Regions from separate parts of the Rattus norvegicus genome. Here region 1 is linked to region 2. The links are chromatin contacts, called in public Hi-C maps. All regions are on one chromosome and are shown on one strand. Each heading gives the region's core, a stretch centred on a gene start, on an enhancer-like site or on the middle of the called end of the contact. The rest is flanking DNA. Distances are from core to core; before and after follow the strand shown.

Region 1 (4,612 bases), core at 1,665-4,164, 100 kb after region 2:
AACTAAAGAACAAACGCAGGCTAGGCCTAGGTCTCCCCACACATGTGTGGCAGATACACAGCTTGGTCTTCATGTGGGTCCTGAACAACTGGAGCGGAGGCTATCCCAAAAGCTGTTGCCTATATGTGGGATGTGTTATTCTAGCTGGACTGTCTTGTCTGGCCTCTGTGGGAGAGGATGTGCCTAGCCTCACAGAGACTTGATGTACCAGGGTAGGGGGATACCTGGCTTAGAGAAGAAGAGGGGATAGGGGAAGGATTGTGGGAGGGGGTGACTGGGAGGTGGGGAGTGAGCGGGATGTAGAGTGAATAAGTAAAAGACAAATAATAATAAAGAAAAAAAGAGAGAAAAGTAAGGTGGAAAGCAACAGAGAAAGATACCTGATGCTGGCTTCTGGTCTCCCGATACACATGTATGAACCCATATACACACATGACATGCATACACTGCACACAAGGCAAGCTAAAAAATAAAAGTGTTTGAAAACCATATGTCCCCTTATATTTTGATCATTATTGTTTTTTGATGCAGAAGCCACCTTGTCTTTGGCCATCAGAAGTGTTGGCTTTCTAGTTGGGCTTTATGTCCAGTCTACTGGCTCTGGTTTTCTGTGCTCTCTGGATGTGAGCTATCCCAAACTTATCTTGTATATAGAAGGTCCTGTCCTGGCCCGGGAATCAGCCATGTTTCCCAGGAGACCTGGTTTCTCTGGATGTAAACGGTGCTTGAGGGAGAGAAGTCCTTTAAAAAGCATGTGGTGTGGACGAGAAGGGAATGAAAAGCTCACAGGATCCCCACTCAGAGCTTTACTTTGTGTACGGGAGGCAGATGCTGCAAGGGACTAGACTATGTTCAAGAGTTTGGCCTCTGGCTGCCCCTGCCGGAAAGGATCGAGGAGAACAGCCCAGGAAAACCAAACCCAGCTGTCTCCGCATCCTTCCCTCAGAGCTGGGGGCCAAGAACCGACAGGTGTGAGGCGGGTGTTTTCCTTGAGACTCGCTTCCTCTTCTCACTGAACTGTGTGTGGAACCGTGCACCCGGCTTCCTCCTTACCGAGGGCCCGGCGCCGCTTATTGTTAAGTGTGGAACGGGGCAGGAGGAGGTGAATCTACTCAGGGCTTTGGCAGGGCTCATCTTTAAAGTTCATGGTGACTCCAGAGGGTCGGTTCTATTTCTGTCTTTCGTGTACAGATAAGGAAAGGATAGCACAGAGGCTGTCATTTGGCTCGGGTCAGCACACAGTGGGTGGAGGGGCCGCAATTAGACTGGGTGTCTCTTGAATGACATAGGTTTTGTTCTTTGAAAGGTCATCAGCTCTCTGAGTCTGGGGAGGAAGGTATTTCTCCATTATCAACACTCTGAGCAGGTCACTGAGATCACTAAATGCCACGCCAATGTCCCTTTTCCCTTTCTTAATCGCTCCTGATTTCATCCCATAGAACAAAAGCACTTCAGCTGAGAGATGGCTTCTCCCAGCCTCCCTTAACAGTAGGTGCGGCAAAGGGATGAACAGCAGCTGTTGGATGGGGCTTCTGGGTAAGGTCCTTAGCAAGGGACAGACAGCTGCAAGCTACCCTATTGCCCCCCTGCCTTTCCGAGCTTCCTGCCTAGTCTGTGATTGTGACGACCTGAGGCCCAGTGTCATCATGAACTCAGTTTTGAAAATGAAAGCTTGACATTAAAGATAAGGGAACAGAGGCATAGAAGGAGCCTGGGTCTCTGGTGACTGCCGGGACTGCCATGCCAGCTGCAATCACTTTTCCTTAGATTTCATTTATGAGAAAGAGAAACAGACCTCTGTCTTGTTTAAACTACTTATTGGGGTACTTGGTTGCAGGGAGGTAAGCAGCAGGAGCAGGAGGGCTGGGGACACTCTCAGCAGACAGATTGCTTCCTAGCTTTGCATGAAGCTCTCTGGTTTGATCCCCAGCACCACATAAAGCAGGCATGGTGATGCATGCCTGTAATCCAAGAGCTTCAGAGATGGATGGAGGAAGTTCGGAAGTTCAAGATCATCCTGGGCTACATAGAGTTTCAGGCCAACCTGGGAAGTCTGTCTGGGGTAGAGATGGGGGGAGAAAGGAAAAGCAGGAGCAGTAGAGAATCTAGAACTTCCGAGGTCTTAAGTCTTCCTGATATAAAACCTCCCCTTTCACGAAAAATATTTTGTAGGGTTCTCAAAATCGCACACTGTATACCCAAATCTACATGCGGATGCCCCTCAACTTAAAATGGGGTTATATCCTAAAAAGCCCACCATACATAGACAATTCCATAAGCAGAAAATACATTAACACACCCATTGTTTCAGTCATCAACGCCCCCCAGCACACTCCAGAGAAGTTTACTCTCATGATGGGAGGCTGGCTGTGGGCTCAGCTCCCTGATGGTTCCAGCACTGCCATACCACACCTTCACACCACTTACTGCCTAGCCGTGGAGAGAACCCAAAAGGCAAAATCTGCAGGGCTGTTTCTATTGAAAAGGTGTGGCTTGTACACCATTGTCAAAAATCTCAAGTCTCATCAGGAGTCCTAGCACCTAGGAGACTGAACCAAGAGGACCACAGTTTGAAGATGTCATGGGCTACATAGTGACTTGAGGTCAACTAAACCACATACTAAGTTCTAGACCAAATGTGTTACCCAGCAGACCTTGTCTCAAAACTAACAACAAGGAAATCTTAGGTCATGATATATATATATATATATATATATATATATATATATATATATATATATATATATATATATATATTTTTTTTTTTTTTTGGTTCTTTTTTTCGGAGCTGGGGACCGAACCCAGGGCCTTGCGCTTCCTAGGTAAGCGCTCTACCACTGAGCTAAATCCCCAGCCCCAGGTCATGATATTTTTTAAGTCAAGGTACATCTGTAATACTATAATTGTAGCCGCAGCCGCCGGGACGCACCGGGCGATAGGCAGCGGCAGTGATGGACGGGTCCCGGGAGCAGCTCGGAGGCGGCGGGCCCACCAGCTCTGAACAGATCATGAAGACAGGGGCCTTTTTGCTTCAGGGGATCCAGCAGGGAGGATGGCTGGGGAGACACCTGAGCTGACCTTGGAGTAGCCGCCCCAGGATGCATCCACCAAGAAACTGAACGAATGTCGTGGAAACAGACTTCCGGAAACCTCCCCCTCCCCCCGTGTGGCAGCTGACATGTTTGCAGATGGCAGCTTCAACTGGGGCCGGGTGGTCGTCTTTTTCTACTTCGCTAGCAAACAGGTGCTCACCGCCCTGTGCACTAAAGTGCCCGAACTGGTCAGAACCATCACGGGCTGGACACCGGACTTCCTCCAGGAGCAGCTGCTTGTCTGGACCCAAGACCAGGGTGGCTGGAATGGCCTCCTCTCCTACTTCGGGACCCCCACATGGCAGACAGTGACCATCTTTGTGGCTGGAGTCCTCACCGTCTCACTCACCATCTGGAAGAAGATGGGCTGAGGCCTCCTGCTGCCTTGGACTGTGTCTTTTCTTCATAAATTATGACATTTTCCTGGGATGAAGGGGGGGAAGGGGAAAGGCATTTTTCTTACTTTTGTAATTATTGGGAGGGGTGGGAATGGTGGCCTGGGGGAGGCGCCAATAAACCTCAGGTTTTGAAAAACACAAAACAAAACTATAATTGTACCATATGGGAGAAATAGAAAAGAGCCATTTGTAGTAATGTAACGCCCAAATTTAACCTGTAAACTCCATCTGCCCAAGGACCAGGTAACTCCTGGAATGCTGGAAGTTGTAGTTATTGGAAAATAGCAAAGCCTCATGGGAAAGTAGGGTGCCTTAAGGCTTGCTTCAAATTTGGCCCAAAATGGTGGAGTCTTTTTTTCCCCGGAGAGTATCAGAATTCACAGTAATATGTACTTCAGTATATGAATGTTTGGGGACAACTGGACCAGCTGCCAGAGTACAGCAGTCAGATGCCAAGACTCAGGCAAACTCAGCCCGTGGAGGAGTGAGTTCTTTTCCACTCAGGTACAGAACTCGTATCGACACAAATGCACCTCAGTAAACTTTCAGTCTAAAAGACCAACTGCAGTGATTTATGCTACGGATACATCTTTAGAAAACACGTCACGGAAACAAAACAGAGTTTATTTATATAGAGAACAGAGAGTTGCCCGCTGAGGTGGGTTCTGGTGGGATACTGAGAACTCGCGCCGGGTAAGAGGCAGGTGAGCACTGACATGGCCTTGATGGACCGCAGCTCTCGGAAGTCACACATCTCCGAAGCCTGTAGAGCAAGCTCACAACAAGAGGTGTGCCTTCTCCTTCCAGATGCCTTGCCACGTGGATCCCAGCCGTGGCTCTAGGGTCTGTCATCCTTGCATCTCCATTTGTCAGATGAGGAAGGGGACGCCGGGAACTTGCTGGTGCTTGAACAGTTGTGTTTTGAGCTGCTTAACAAGTTAAACCCCAGATCTCTAAAAGATCTAGCACAGAATGAAGACCATAATTACTAACTCCATGTCGGTTTTATCCCGAGACACACAGCCAATGCTAGAGTGCTGGAGAATTCAAGGTGTGCCCCACCTTCCCAGGTCATCCTTATCTTTCAACAGGGCCTTGGCCATGCAGAACTTTTGACAGGTG
Region 2 (4,258 bases), core at 461-2,960:
CCTTGTCATCCTCTTTCTATGAGCCTGTGTTCTCAGTTTCTGTGTTTACTCTGAGCCCTTTGGTCTCTTCCTGATTCCACCATGAAGCAAGCAGTCTCAGGTGTCCATGATGCCCTCTCAAACAGCTCCAACTTGCTTCTGTCCTCCCCATGTCGCCCCCAGCAAGCCCAGCATCATCATAATGACCAAGTCCAAGAATTCTGAGACAAACCTCATGAAGTACTCTGCCTTACTTGCAGACCTTGTCCTAAGTAGGAGTTTGAGGGAATCTGTTGTCCCCATCCCGGGCTCCCATCCAACCCTCAGCTCTTGAGTCCATACCGAATCGCTTTTTGTTATCTCCTCCTTGATGAACTGTGGCTCCTACAGGCAGGAACCCTGCTGCCTAGTCTTATTGGAAACTACAAGGTCAGTAAGATGGAGAAGCCTAGGTTCTGGGAGGCAGAAGCAGCTTAAGTGAGCCTTCCTATCTATAAAAGGCACTGAAGCACTTCAGGGCAGGCAATGAATACTAACGACGACAGGACGACAGGACTTTGTCCTTTGTTGATGCTCGGTGATCACTGCACAAGCGTTAGGGCCAGATGCTTAGAGCCTGTGTACGCTGGTTGTGGTAGCTTTCATCTATAATCCCAACACACCTAGTGGGAAGGGGAGACGAAGACGGCTGGGAACTCACAGGCCAGTCAGATCTGTTGCAAACAAGGTGGAAGAGGAACACACACACACACACACACACACACACACACACACACACACACGGGGAGGGGGGGTGTCTGGCAGAACCTTCCTACCTTCCTTCTGGCAAACAGCTGTACTGTACTGTGCCAATTTTACAAACCCATACAGGGGTGATTTTTGACTCAGATGAAATAGTTACGCTTGGGTCCTGTTGCAGGGAGCTGCTGGGTAGCTGGATGTGCTGGCCTTGGGCAAGGACATCCCTAATCACACGGGGAGAGGGAAACTGCCCTCCAGGTTTCTTCTTCTGATACATCCTGGGGGCTATTTGCTACCCAGCAGATACTAAGATAAATATGCCCACCCTGGGAAAGGGGCAGGGGCTGTGCTCTCAGAGACAGCTGGTGCTACGGGTGGGGGTGGGGCTCAGGAATGGGGTTCCCATTCCCAGGGTGCATCTGTTTTCGTACTAGAAGGATGAGGCATGTTGGGGCAGCCAGACCGGTCTACTAAATGGGAGGTTAGTCAATGCTGTAGCCATGAATCCAGAGTGGTCCTGATGCAGGAAGAGACAAACAGACAAACTAAACAGAGAATCTTGTAGCTGTACACAGGGATGCTGAAAATCAGTAAGGAAAGGGCCAAAGAAAGAGTAAACAGAAAAGGCAGCCACCACCATGCAGCAGGGGAGTGTGGGAAGGAAGGAACAGAAATAGATACAGAGGCACTTGGTTGTCAGAGTTCTGAGTATGGGTGGTGAATTCGGGCATGCACATTAAATCTCAAACGAGTTGATAAGCAAATAAATAAGGAAGTTAGGACAAAAGAGAGCAGGGCAGGGGACTGGCAGTGACAGTGGTTATGAGTAAGGTCACGGCTGAGTGAGGGAAACGACCCGGGGGACTCGGCACGTATGAGATGTGCTCTGTCGCTATCAGAAGTTCAGTTAAAAATAGCAATGAGGAGAGAGCAAAACCGTACAAGAGAATTAGAGTCCTGCTCTAACTCAAACAAGAGCTTGGCCAGAAGATGAATTGCAGCTAATTCTAGCTAATGAGTAATAATGAAGTCACTCCTGCCAGAACAGAGCTCGGCACTGCCTGGGAGAGGCATTACTACAATGGAGGAACGGCTCTGACCCGGAGTTCAAACCTAAGTTGAGTTCAGGCCTGAAACAACTGGCCGCCTTTTTTTTTTTTTTTTTTTTTTTTGGTAAAACAGTGTAATTCCCTGCTTCACGGGGAGCGGTGGAAGGACCAGGTAAGGGGCAGAGAGTCCAGGTACTTACTGAAGGTCCTGGACTTTGTGGCACTCGATCAATGACAGCTATTAATATTTCAGGGCAGCCAGTGTCCTTGGGACCAAAGCAGAAAATGAGGCAGCTGGTGTAGAAGGTAGGGAATGTCTGGTAGCGTAATGCCTGTGCTGAAAACCACAGATTGTTTATCTAAACCAGCGGTTCTCATCCTTCCAAATGCTGCATGTGACCCTCCGATACAGTTGTGAGGGCCCCAACCATAAAATCATTTTCGTTGCTTCTTCCTAACAGTAACTTGGCTACTGTTATGAATTGTACTGTAGACATCTACTAGGCCACCCCTGTGGAAAAGACGGTCCATCCACAAAGGGGGTGGGAGCCCCGGGTTGAGAAACACTGATCTAAACACGTCCGAGCAGGCTAGAACGGACAATGTGTGGGAGAACCAGAACTCAGCAGCTCTGTGACTGGAGTCACCAACCCTATCTACCAGCCTGCTGTGGTTTTAGGAGCCAGATGACGCCTGGAGAAGCCCACGACTGTTGACATCCTCAAGTCCGTTGGCTGGGCTCTTGAACTCAATTTCTGGCAACAGTTATAATACAAAGAGCTATAGTGAGGCTCGCACAGCACCTCCCAGGTCACCTCCCAGGTCACGGGACGTCTTTGTGCTTTATATCCCTCATTGTATTTAATTCTCACAACAACCCAATGAGGCCGTGCTTTCTGTGGGCCCAGTTACAGATGAAGAAACTGAGGCCGAGAGGGGTCATGCAGCTAGCTCAAGGCCACAGTTGAGTAGTGCTCAGTATCTGACTTGAGATTCTGTGTGTGTGTGTAAAAGCAATCTGCCTTCCAGCCCTGAAGAGTGGCTAGCTAGTCTCAAGAGGCCCCCTTGCCTTGTCTATTCAACACTGCTTCATGTGGTGATGTCATCTAGTGGGTTGTGCATTAGAGACCCTTGAAAGCACGGAAGGTGGACCTAACCCAGGCAAGCCTAGCCTCAGGCTGGCAAGAGAGCAACTGACTCAGAGTAAAGGATTTTGCCCACTGTCAGATAGTTAGCAAATGGGTCCAATTTGCTAGGTTCCAAGTGGGATCTAGACCCCACCGGAGGCATTTTCCCCTGAAGGCCCAGCGACAAGGGTCTTTCGTCCTTCTTGAAGCAGCCTGGGGTGTGCTGCTCACAACTGCTAGCTTTCTGTGTTCAAACAGCCAAGGTCAGACACACTTCCTTCCATTTAGCAAATGTTACCATGTTAGCCTCTTGCTAATGAACATAAGCCCCAGGGCCTTAATATGAAGGCTTTCTAATGGATTTACTGTGTTTACTTGACCTTTCCGAGTGTGAACTCAGAAACGGGCCCAGAGGAAACGGGGAAGCTTGCTTTTCTTAAGTTCTGCAAAAGTGATGAGTAAATTGGATTCTTCAATATGGTCTGCTGGTTCTCCTGCCCCTCCCCGCCTTCAGCCAAAAGATTCAATTAGGCTGAGGAAGAACCAGTCTTTTGGGGAGGGATAGCTCCAGAAGAGGAAAATGGCGTGTGTCTGTTCAGGACCAAACAAGGAGCTCTGTTCATTAGGATGTGCAGTGCGCCAGGACCACGATGCAGAATAAGGATCAGCAGCTTCAGAGGCGCTGACTGTTTCTACTTCTGACAACATCCAGTTCGTGATGCCTTGTGTTAGCTAAGTTTCAAAAATGTTAATGCCCGATGCATGAATGAAAATAAGCCCGAGTGGCACATCCATTACAGGCCAGAAGCTGCAAATCTCAACCCAACAGGACCGGGAATCTCCTACGTATATCCTGAAAAGCAGCTGTGGAGAATGGCAGCAAGGCCCGGCCAACCAAAGAGCACATTCTAGGGCACCAGCGTTTGGTTCCAAGCAGGACTGTGAGCCCCCGTTACCAGGTCCCTGAGGAAATGCCAGCAGAGAGACTGTGCGACCTCCTGGCTTACCTAGACTTAGTAAGTGCTGACAGGACTTTTAGGGCTCCAGGACCTGAACTCTACAAGACACCACTCAATGACGAGAAAACTAATATATTAGCTATAAAATGCCTGCAACATCTGTTTTCCCACGGACCAAGACGTCTTATTCTTATTTTACTACAGAGAAGGTGTGGCAGACATTAATGGTTTATGAGCCAAAACGTATTTGGCAGGAAGGACATTGACAGGGAAAATTAACTTTTTTTCATATGTTCTAATTAAGTGGTGGCAAAACCAGTTTCCCAAAGTGGCCCAGACTGAGAATCCTGTTGATCTTGTTAGACATTGCCCAGGGCCTGCAGCAGCTGCCCTGGATGAATCC

What was found. A called contact is a pair of places that touch in the nucleus more often than the background predicts.
Region 1: a Hi-C map of kidney shows a contact between it and region 2, with 2.2 times the contacts expected there. The contact joins the promoter of Bax-ps1 here to the enhancer-like site in region 2. A contact is called at or near these places in 10 of 12 Hi-C or Micro-C datasets (the A7r5 cell line, the Rat2 cell line, Schwann cells and 6 more) and 1 of 1 datasets of contacts at active chromatin or transcription factors (oligodendrocytes).

Annotation. Positions count from the first base shown.
Region 1 is chr8:106,523,072-106,527,683 of GRCr8, forward strand. It overlaps Bax-ps1 (BCL2 associated X, apoptosis regulator, pseudogene 1), which reads left to right and starts at 2,915. Exons shown (of 2, transcript XM_063266263.1): 1 at 2,915-3,043; 2 at 3,139-3,510. The coding sequence starts at 2,952. The coding sequence ends at 3,463.
Region 2 is chr8:106,420,506-106,424,763 of GRCr8, forward strand. All of the region lies in intron 2 of Spsb4 (splA/ryanodine receptor domain and SOCS box containing 4), which reads right to left. Among named protein-coding and RNA genes, the nearest start is that of Pxylp1, 58 kb to the left of the region's middle. Within about 2 kb of position 1,711, at least 19 of the 93 cell types and tissues checked have an H3K27ac peak or open chromatin away from gene starts, as enhancers often do. A contact at or near this core is called in the A7r5 cell line, hepatocytes and kidney, where this site is marked.